Regions from separate parts of the Triticum aestivum genome. Here region 2 is linked to region 1. A link is a contact called in public Hi-C data. All regions are on one chromosome and are shown on one strand. The core of a region is the stretch at or near the end of the contact, and the rest is flanking DNA. Distances in the headings are between cores, read along the strand shown.

Region 1 (5,606 bases), core at 2,849-5,348:
TGTGGGTCGGCTAAGGAGTGGTTATGGCCGGTGGGGCGTTGGATGAAGGGAACTAGGGGAGATAGGGACTGATGTGCGCCGCGCCCGTGGGCGGCGCCGGCCGGAGGGGGGGGGGGGCTGCGGCAGCCGGCGACTGCGCTATGAGACGGCGGTCAGCGGCAGCTCCGTCGTGTGCTTTTTTTTGGACGTGCGGCTGTGCGTCTTTGCGAGTCTGCGAGGCAGAGGCTGATGTGTGTATCGGCTGTGGGCTGCACCTGCGTACTGGTTGTGGGCTGGGCTGGCCGGCTGGGCATGAAGCATATATATATATATATATATAAATTGCTCCAGACCTGGGCGGGCCACGGCCCACTTGGCCTTGCAGAAGCTCCGCCAGTGGGCTGACACCTGGACAGTTTTGCCATCGGCAAAGTCAGACAGGCATATGTCGCCGCTGGCACGGACGGAAGCGCGGTGCTGCTGCTCTGCTTGTGCACCCACGAGGCGGCGGGGAGTGCGATGAAACTAAGCTTTTGAAGTTGTGGGACTATTTCTATACCTTTGAAAAGAGTCAAGGGACGAAAGATAACTTTTCTCTTGCACAAATGGACTCGTACCAAGAGTTTAAGTACAAACAAATATCAGGGACCCCCCCCCCCCCCCCCCCCCCCGGTTCACTATAAATTGGCATGTTCAATAAATCTTTGTAGCAGGTGTTATTAAAGTTTATCTCGTTTTTTTTCCATGTTTGATCTTTTCATAACCTGTTCAAACAGCATAGCAGATATTATAATTCCTGTATGCCGCTCCACGGCCCCGCCAGTATTTCCAGATATTATAATTAGCCATCAAGATCCTGCCGGCTTTTCGATCGATGATTGGCAGTCCTCTGCATTCTGGCCATAGTTTCTTAGCCTCTTAGGTTTTAGTTTTATAGCAGTCTTACAGAATTAGGATGCTTTGGTCTGCCTGTGATGCTGGCTTATTTCACACATAATACTGTCAACTTTAGCAAAATCCATGCCCGGGTGATCATACATATCCTCTATTTTTCAGGACAAGCTACCAGCTTCAACCTTCAAGGTTTTAACCGAATATCATGCCACTACCGTGAAAGTTCTCGCACTACAAGCTGCTGCCACGGGTGATGTAAGTCCACTCCAACCATTTTGAACATATCCCTGCTTACTGTTGTGTGCATTATAAAAGGATTAGTTGGTTATCCTTCCATAACTTTTGGACTTTGCTGCAAATCTGACGTCAGATTCTTAGGCATGTCAAATCGAACGTTTTCATGGCAAGTTATGTGTGCCGAGGATGGCAAGTTTAGTTGGCAAGCATGGCAAATCCGCCTCAGTTTTATTCATTTTCCCAGGAAATTGACGTGCTTGTAAACTAAATTTGCCATCATGACGGCAAACATGAATTGCCATGAAAAACGTTAGATTTGCCATGTCTGCTGTTTCCGTAACTTTATCCCGTTTCTGCACTGAACTCTATACATGTACTCTTAATTTATATTCTGTGCTTTCCCCATCTACCTGACACCCTCTGATATGCATCAAGCAATATGTTCTGTGCTCATCATTTGCGCAATCATGCATCATCGTGTCTTTGCCCTGCAGGAAGACGATTGTGCATCGGACCGGATGCTGGAGAAGAAGGAAGACCTAGAAGAGAGGCTGATGCCAGAACTCAAATCCCTGGCCCTCGGCACGAGCAAAGAGTGAGCCGCAAACATTATGTGCATGGTGCGCCATGCCCTCGTGTAAATACACAGACCTCTCTATCTATCATCGGCACTGGAGCTTGGGATGCAAGCAGCCACCCTGCGATACTTGGTCAACTTAGCACACTCATCAATTGAATCTAGCGTAGTACTGTATGTCGGTTGCGTGCTTGCGCCGTGAGCTCATTTGTTGCCCTCTGGCGTCGCAATTTCTGAAGGAAAGGGATCCATGTGTAATATACACCGTGTACATTCTAGGGGGTCGTGTGACAGCAGAATCAACTTCTTAATTTTTGACGAGCAACCAAATACCGACTGACAGCATGTATTGAGGTAGAAACACCTTGAAACTCTGGTGGTTCCTTTAAGAACAATGACTGCAAGCAAATATTTTTCGAGAACCTTTTATCTTGTGATCAACTAGAAACACATTCTTCTCGTCCAAGTGCCACACGAAACATCAGAGTATGAGTAGGCTGCAAACGCCTGTCAAGACAAGCGTCCATTCGAACGCACGTGGCGTTTTCGGTCAAGGTTTTGGGACTCGTTGGGGCCGTTCGCACGTGACATTTTATTCACTAATAATTAATTTGGCCATTCTCCCTTTTGATGTTCTACACCAATCATCACCCCAAGACTTAGGCCGACGGATCTTCAGCACTCGTCAGAGTCAAACCCCATCCTTGCATTGCAACAAAGGGAATGTTGTGGAACCCTTTGCAACATAGCTCCTGTTGCAGAAACATTTACAACAAAGTTCATGTTGCAGAATTTTTTCACAACATAGGCGATGTTGCAGTTTTTTTGAAAAAACATTTGCAACAGAGATCATGCTACCGGAAACTTTTGCAACTGAGACCATGTTGCGAAAATAAATTGCAACAAAAATGATGTTATAGAAATGCTGCCGCGGCCGACCGGCCGTCGTTCATCGTCATCGTTTATGAGACCGTCGTGGCCATCGTTCATGGCACCTAACATCCCGCACAGGCCGCACAAAGGCTGATGTGCGGCCGTTGCCAAAGAAATCGAGACTGCAGAGAGAACGCAACACCAGGGACACGATGGCTTGCCTATAGAAGCGGTCGCTTCCCTCATAGCAACGTCGGTAGCAATGCAGTGCGACAATAGGAGTAAAAGCAACGGGCAAGGCGGCGAGGTTACAAAAGTAGCAGCGCCATGTTCAGGAGCTTGAGAAAGAAGCCGTGGAAAATTGTGGATGGATAACGATGTGTTGGCGTTGACTCACGAAAGAAAAGGGATGCTCTGGTTCGAGTTGGATATTTCTAGAGAAAGGTGGGACCAGAAGAGCACAAGACCATTCGATCCCACATACAATCCGATGGCTGGACGGAAGCTTTTTCCTTTAATATTGGGGAGCTACCCAAATTATTTCACAATTTTAGCCCAACCCTATGACCAACCTCTAGTTTAAATCCCTTTATTCCTTTTCCTCTCCTTTTTATGCCAAACAAATGCCAAGCCTTGCCAATAGACTGTGGATAAATTTTTGGAGCTTTGAAATGATTCAGAGACCACAATTTAAGTTTTCACGACTTTTGGAATTCATTTGACCCACCAAATGTTGTCCCCCAAGCCTCCTTTTTTGCGGGGAAATGCCACCATGGCTAGCTTTATTAAATCAGACAATAATTACATTGTTCACTAATTGGCTGATTAGGAAACCCGGGGCTTCATCAATCCAATTATCATCACACTCATTACAAAAGCTGAATTTAGCTAGCTCATGAGCTACCGAATTAGCATCCCGAAAACAACGCGAAAAGATGACCTTCCGTATTGATGTTGCTGTGTCAATGCACTCAGCAAAGATTGCCGCTGCTGCATCCCACCATTGATTTCGTCCTTGGCACTTTGGCAGTAGTTCACCACACTCAAAGAGTAGGACTCTGCTTCAGTTCTGTCAAAACCCAGAGTGTTTGCGAAATTTAAACCATCATGCATTGCCATAGCCCCAACCGTCACTACATCAGCTGCAACATTAACGAATCTGCATTGTGCAGCAATAAAGTGGCCTTTATCGTCCAGTAAGACAGCGCCTGTCGCACCCGATTCCTCCTTTGCATTAAAAGAAGCATCTACATTCAGTTTGATAAATTTCGAACCCGGCCTCTTCCATTTGTGCAGTCACATCCTTGTTACCGCTAACAGACTTGGTATGATTTGCAACAATTGCCATAAGTGAGTTAGTCCACCCAAACCCAAGCCTCCTTTAATTTTTTCTTTAAAAGAAAAAGAAGAATTTAAATTTAACCAGCCCTCCCTCTCTTCTCAGCTTTTCTTTTTGAGCAAACAGGATGTCAGTGCACAACTAGAGTGTGCGCAGTCCACACAGCCGGCCCAAGCCCGCTGGACCCCACCTGCCCTCTCCGCGCTGTCGTCTTCTCCAGAGAGATCGAGGGGACGCGTGTGCCGGCCGACATCAGCGAGCAACCGCCGCAGCTCTCCTCTCCCCTTGAAGCATCCCCAGCCACCCAAACCCTAACCCTACTCCCCCCACTCCCTTCCGCCGCTGCCAGGTGGGTCTCCCCCTCTGTTTCCTTCTCCACCAAGCAAGCCGAGGAGCGCCAGAGCATCGCCGGAGCAGGCCACCGCGGCCAGCGTCCTCCGCCGGCGTTTTCTGCGTGACCAGGAGCCCCTCCTGCACGACCACTTCCTCTACTCGGACGACCTCGAGCTCGGACGTCTCCACGCCGTCGAATTGGTCGACCTCCTCCTCTTCGGTCTGTTCGCCGTCACCGTTCAAATTCGCCGCCGGCAGACCTCCTCCGCCCTTTTCGGCTACGCCAGCATCACCAGGTGAGCAGCCGCGCCAAAAGCCCCAACCTCTCCCCCCTCGATTTCGTCCTCGGAGCACGACCTCCGGGAGCGCCACCGTTCGGTTCGGTCGCCGGGGTCGTTCCGATTGTTGCTAGGTCGCGCGCGTGGCGTCCTTAGACTCACACTACACGAGCAAGTAGACCTCTCGCTCGTTCGAGAGGTCTAGCGCTCGAGCATCGCCCCTAACTTTTAAAACCAACATTAGGCTCAGACGACTTAAATGGCCCAATTAAATTATTGTCCTCTCACCACGCTGACAAATGCATTGCATTACAATAAGATTTGGTTGTATGAAACATTTGGATTAATAATATGTGGAAAAAAAACTAAAAATACATACTATATATTGTACGTATTAAATTATTGTCCTCTCACCACGCTGACAAAGAACATATCGAGGACAGCCTGACGGTGACAAATGCTTATTGATGCAGGGAAGAAGAAAATGAACACCATGCTGTCAGAAAATGCTGAAAGGAGGCCAAGTGTGCTTGATAATCTGCAAAAGCAGCTAGATGAGGTAATCTGCTTTTGCATCCCAATTACTTTACTTTGTGCTTTCTTTCTAATATATAGTTTCTGGATACCCTTGAAATTGTTCGCTATTGCTAAATTGCTTTCCTGCATTTCTCTTCTGGTGCTAGATCATCTTACTTTTTTCAATTTTGTTCTTTGTCACCGCCAGGCTGTCCTCGACATGCAACTTTATGGAAAAGCTCTAGATGTGTTTGAGGATGATCCTGCTACCCGTGTAAGCTGCTATAGCCTATGGGCATTGTTCTCACAACATCGCTTGCTACTCAATACGTTATCAGCCTTTACTTAGGTCCTTTTCTTTACCTGTTTTCTGGTTTTCAGGGCATATTACACGACCATCTGCTCAGAACTATGGGTACTCCAATAGTCGACAAGATTTTATTTGGTCTGGTAACTTCTATAAGCTCACATCGTGGGGTTGCCTGCAAGATTATAATTCATAAATAATTTCGTGATGTATCCGTTTTGGCTTTAATTTTACCCTTGCAACAGTCCCTTAAATAACATGCACCCCTGATTG
Region 2 (6,214 bases), core at 539-3,038, 170 kb after region 1:
GATATTGTTTACAAGAACGAATTAAATACTAAGAAGAGGATATCCCGCGTTCCAGAGAAAATGGAGAAATAAATTTAAACTCTAAAGGAAACTTTGTCAAGTTGAATAGAGGTTGATACACTTTTAAGACATTCAGATAGCTCACAGAAACCAGGAAATATACAGAATAACCTACCTATTGTGGAATTCAGTCTTTCTCCAGGAATACTGTATCTACATTACAGTTTTCGCAAATTTGCATCTCTGGTATCTAAACTCATTCGAGTTACCTGATTTTGGATGTTGCGGACACAAGGCCTCCGAAGTGTCTGGTAGAGCATTAGCAGCTGTCTTTTCAATATTCTTGATATGTTCCCTTAGAGCATGAGGGGACACGAATTTGTTATGACGTACTTGTACCTGCAATAAGATTCGGATAGATCTCAACTCTTCAACCGAAACATTCCAGCAAGGACTATCGTGATATATCAACTCTTAAAGAATTTTGATTGATTGATAATAAGGCAAGGGCTAATTTAGCTTTCATTTCCGAATCTGGAAATACTGACCAAGAACCAAGCAAATAAATTGCATGGGCATGTTCAGAAACAATTATTACATGATGTAGCTGAGAGGGAAGTCAAACCAATGTACAAGACTTCTAAAACACGAAAGTTCTGGCTACCAAATAAGCAAACGCAGAAACACGCTAAGAAACTGCAGGCCAAACCAGCGGCCTTTATGTAGCAACTGTCGATGGTCTGTGACATAGCAGAAGCTAGCTTTTCATCATCTACATTTTCTTGAATGCTAAATAAAAGTTCTGAAATGATTGTTATTCAGACAAAAAGAAACAATGGTTTCGCTTGTTAATGTAACAAATGTCTGCAAGCCCTTTAAACTGCATGCCAAAGCGCCATAGACAGTAGCGACACCGGTTCATTCGCAAGTATACACACATGACACTTCCCAGACACTAAGCTCCGTTCAAACAAACCATGTTTCGGTGTCAACATAAAAATTACAAAAAATAAAGGAACTCATTAATTCTTATTGGCTGGTGCAACCTCAGCTTATAATCCTGTTCAGTACATTCAGTACAATGTACATGAATGATGTAGCAGCAGCATAAGTTCATCACACCAGTAGGCAGGGGTAGTACAAGTAACAAAATCACACACATGTCTACAATTCCCCCCTCCATGGAGCTCAGTTCTAAGCCTGATGCGCTCAATCAACTGTATACTAGCTATCGACATCGATCCACACCTGAAGCCTCAAAGCTACAGAACATCATACTCCGAATTCAATCCCACAAACAAATCCAGGCATCTGAGTTGAGCAACCAGTGAAACGAATCGAGAAACTTTACCTTGGAGGCGTAGGCTTCGGCCTCCGACAGAGCCCTCTCCAGCTCGCCGCTCGGGCACCTCTCTGCAACCGCAACAAAAACATCAGCGCGTCAGTCTGAATTCGATCCGCTCATCCATGGCAGCGGCTAGCGCGACGCGGCGCCGGGAAGTTTTATCACTCGCCTCGGAGGCGGCGGCAGAGGGAGAGGACGCGGGCCTGGAGCCCGGCGGTGCCCGCGAGCGCGGCCGCCACGTCCGCGACGGCGGCGGTGGCGGCGCACTCGTACAGGAACTCCATCTCCTCCTCTACCTCCGATGGGGATGGGGACGGGGACGAGGAGGAGGTCGACGATTTCACGTGCAGCACCACCATGTCTGTCGCTCGCTTGCTCGCGCCGAAGATTCTGGAAGCTTCCTCCGGCTCGGGGATGGACCGGACCGGCCCAGCGTACGTGCTCAATGTGTCCAAGGAGGGAAGCTAGCGGCCGTTTGATCATAATCACACGGTGGGGAGTGAGACAAGCATTTAGCAACAAAAAATGTATAGCGTATTTTGGATAAGCCCACAGAGCGAATACCACGGCCTCCTTCGGCCCTCGGCCCATTTATATTTCTTGGCCTTGAAGCGCAGCTTTGAGAGTAGGTTTTCTACAGGTGTGGTTTTCCTCTCGTTTCTTCATTTTCCTTATTCTGACCTAGCTCCTTTTTGAATTTTTAAAATTTCTGAATATTTTGAAATCTTGAACATTGTTTGAATTTATGTACATTCAAAATTAGTGATTTAAAAAAAATCATGATTTTTGTAAATGCTAAATATTTTTAAAATTCATGAACACTTGTGCACTTTATGACCATTGTTTGAATTCATGGTCATTTAAAATATGTCAAAAACCTGTTTTTTAACCAAACAACATCATTTGGTTTTTTCAGAAACAAATAGAATGGTTTCTCTCGGCAAAAAAGCCTGCGCAAGGTGTGCACACTTTTGGGGTGGTTCCATGCATCGAGCATGGAATAGGAGCTCCCTCATTGCGAGCGGGACCTCCTAACCGGCGCCTGTTGCGTCAGTTTTCCTTCTTGGCGCACAGAGCTGCCCCAATTGGGCTGGCCCATTTGTGCAGTACACTAGCAGGGTGCGAGGCACTGTAAGCGTTTCAAGTACTGTAGCAATATCAGCTACTTCAGCATCCTGAGGTACTATACTTCTGACAAGACTTCTCATGAACATATACCAAATTCACATGATTACTTATGACAAGACTTCTCACATGTCCTTAAGAATAAAAGTAACTACTCACAAATCATATTCATGTTCAAGATCAGAGGGGTGTTGAATATCATTAAGGATCTAAACATATAATCTTCCACCAAATAAACCAACTAGCATCAACTACAAGATGTAATCAACACTATTAGCAACCCACGGAGGCGGCAGCGAACATGGACGCCAAGGAATACACCAGGTGGAGCGGTGCGCGTGCAGACCACCGTGATGGGTTGTGCTGGCCGAACCAAGCCCTGGCGGGGCGCACGGCTGGACGAGATCCAGACCGTTGTCAGCAGCCCGCATGGGTGGAGCTTGGAGCTGAGCATGAGATTTGTTTGGACAAAAATATTGGCGCAAGGACCAAGGATCAGGCGTGATGTTATCTAAAAAAGGAAAGAAATACAAGCCCAGAAGCTACCTGTGACGGATTGGAGTTTGACTAGCTAGCTTGTCATTGATCTCCTTTGGTACGTGCACACAGGAAGGCTACAAGGGGTTTTATTTTGGTCTCCTTTGTTTGGTACACAATTTGTGTATGGATGTCAGTCAGGGTTGAGGATTTGGGAGCCTGGAGCGCGTCATACAGGATCATGCAAACACAGGGCGTCCAAGACATGAACAGATGTGCAAGCAGTTGTGATGTAGGATGGAGCATGATTGCAGTCGGATATGTTCAGCTGGGTTGGACTGGACAGTCTGACGGATCGACGCGAGTCGGTTGGTCCAGAAGATGATGGTGGAATCAGCGACATCGACGTAAAAGTGTGATGGTGACCGACTTCTGGGGTGTGGAAACACGTGACACATGTCCAAGGGCTTGTGTGGCTTCGACAAGACAATGGCGTGGGGTTGACTCAAGATGGTGCACTTGAGAGTTTGAAGTCGATGGGGCGTGAGGGTGGACTGATCGTCTACCATGGAGTGATGTTGAAGGTGGAGCTGAAGTATAATAAAGACTTCACTCGGTGCTGATTGAGGGGCTACAGCGTAAGTCGACGGAGTCGAAGCCTATTCAGGCGGGGGAGAGCAAGTGATGCGTAATTCGGACTGGAGCCAGTGGTCTGATGGAAACGTGAAACTCGTCATTGGTCGGTGATGATCGGTGGTACTCTGCAGTGAGGGTTGAGTGATGTTGGTTCGCGACCCTTGAGACTCGATCGGAACAGCAGTGGCTTGACGCGGTAATAGCGGCGAGGCGTGCGGTATGCATGGGGCATGGAGACGGGCCAGGGCTCTGGTGGTCATACATGTGGTGAGACAACTGCGAATTTGATTCGGGATGACTACAAGCAATGGTGAAATTTCTTCTAGTTTCAGACGGGCAATCAAGAAAGGAGCAGTGGTGTTGATTTCAGGTAACTCTTATGTATGACACGTAATATGTGAGTTGTTCACTTTCACGCAGGTCAGTGAATGGTGTGTGATGGTGTTGGACGGATACTATGAAAGTTGGGAACACAAACTAGAGCAAGGGGAAATTAATTTCGCTCGAGCGTTGACTGTGGTCAAGAAAAGGATGGACTACAGGTTGCAGGTGAAGTCACATGGAGTCTTTGGAGTAGCAACGGTACTCATGGAATAAACTCAGTCCAATGTACATGAATATTTGACACATGGACGAATTCAAGGTGGTGGAGAATATTCGGCAAGGTGAAGTTTGTTAGAGTTGTGTCGAATATTATATACAAGGTAGGTTATAGTTCGATTCTGAGTTGTATTGTGTTTACAGGGTACGAAGTCGTGTCCAATTAGGACACTTGTATCTTAGGCCTCTCATATATAGTGGGAGTAGACACACGATGTAATCTATGCCAACGTAATAGCACAGGCACACGGGGGAGCTGGCGGCGCGTGCCGGCGCCCGGATAGCCGAGGTGCGGTATTATGACGGTGTCATGGAAGGAGCGCCCGTAGTCAGACCCCGAGGATGTAGCCATATTGATGAATCTTATTAATAAATCTCAGTGTCATGCTCGTGTGATTGCTTAATCCTTAAATAATTAACTACGTGCCTTAAATTTATTCTAAACACAGAGTCCTCAGTCTCGGCCCGGTCTAGGCGCGGAAGCTACCCAAAGGAACCGAACCTTAGTGATCTCCCTGGAATGTTCACAATACCATGAATAGTTCATTGTTTACGTGTTGAGTTGTTAGTCACTAGCCCATGCATGCAATCGCACTGGTTGATTACTAGGTTTTTTTTAACTAAAACTAGATGACCCGCTGCGCCCATGGCGCAAAGGCCGAGAGCAAGCCAATTATTAAAAGAATGTACATCAAAAATATGTAGACACATAAGAAAACATATGAAAATAAGTACTGATTGATAATAGATAGATGGTTGCTGATGGTACATGTTTTTAAGAAGCGTACGAACTATCATTTACAATGTTATGAGCAAGGCATGTAGATAGGCAGAGCTACATTAGACAAATGTATCACGGGATGTTTAGAACGATTTCTTCGAGGCAAATCTTCATAGCTGTTGTTCTTCATGGCCCAAGGTGCACATATGTCTCACATCCGATGCAAATATGGCGCTGCGTGCCCACCATGCGAGGCAGCGGGCGCGGGACACCACGGTGGAACCATCGTCGATCTCACGTCCATCGGCAACATGCAGACTCCATGCTTTGACAAGAGTAGTTCATGGATACATCAACGCCTCAAGTCCCATGAGTTGTTGTGTGTCCCATGTCCTACTCTACCTCGCCATTTACCGCACTTCCACTTCGAGGGGCACAACCAACCGTCGGACATGGACACTACTGAAACATTAAGGACGGTCACCGGTGGAAATTTAGAATAGTTTTATGTTACATGTAATCGTATGGATTTGATGATTTGCAAATGAGATATTAGATTGCGGAACATTTTTCTGTTTGTTCACTATCTGCAGACACATCTGGAGACATCCGCACGTTTGGGAAAGGATTTTGATACTTATGGTTGTAGATTCTCTTATATTAAGATAAGTGGGAATAAATCTGACAAAACAATACAGATTATACCAATTACATAAAGTACAAGTTAGCATCAAAGATAATATTACAACCGTGCCATTGTGACAAGAGCCACACACTCTGGAGTCTGGACACCTATATACACGGGTTGCACATATGACATATAACGCCAGAGATAACCATGTGGTGGATTGTTGTCCTTTTCCATCGACCAGTTCATCCTCTTCCTCTCCCCACTGTACTCGAGAAAGCACCTGCTAGAGGCGGCTCACGCTGGGCTCCTTCTTCGCGGCGGATCATGCTGCAGCTTGGCGGGGGAGTGGCTCTGGCTGCAGCTTAGAGGCGCTGCGGCTCCAACTGCATCTCGGTGGTTCGGCAGCTCGGAGGCGCAGCAGCTCCAACTGCATCTGGTGGTCCGGTAGCTCCAACTGCATCTCGGCGGTTCGGCAGCTCCCGCTATAGCTTGAAGCTGCGGAATCGGCAGATGGCGCCACTGCCACTCGTATCGGCGAGCCAAATCCTCATAGTTGTTGTTGTCGCTCCCTGCCGAAGGTGGCATTTGTTCTGGCTGTGTGGCAGCCTGGCACTCCCTGAAGCTAGTTACTTTCCACGGCAAGGGAGGCTCCAGCAAACCCACGGCGGTCGCCGTTGCT

The links. Hi-C and Micro-C count contacts between places; a contact is called where the count stands out from the background.
Region 2: a contact with region 1 is called in a Hi-C map of leaf, with 3 times the contacts expected there. The contact joins the promoter of LOC123180080 here to the enhancer-like site in region 1. A contact is called at or near these places in 2 of 5 Hi-C or Micro-C datasets (both in leaf).

Annotation. Positions count from the first base shown.
Region 1 is chr1D:29,972,158-29,977,763 of IWGSC CS RefSeq v2.1, forward strand. The region is part of intron 13 of LOC123180076 (E3 UFM1-protein ligase 1 homolog); the gene reads left to right. Among protein-coding and RNA genes, the nearest start is that of LOC123180076, 14 kb to the left of the region's middle. Within about 2 kb of position 4,099, at least 5 of the 8 cell types and tissues checked have an H3K27ac peak or open chromatin away from gene starts, as enhancers often do. A contact at or near this core is called in leaf, where this site is marked.
Region 2 is chr1D:30,146,117-30,152,330 of IWGSC CS RefSeq v2.1, forward strand. It overlaps LOC123180080 (cilia- and flagella-associated protein 298), which reads right to left and starts at 1,789. Exons shown (of 5, transcript XM_044592041.1): 1 at 1,515-1,789; 2 at 1,352-1,413; 3 at 270-399. The coding sequence starts at 1,704.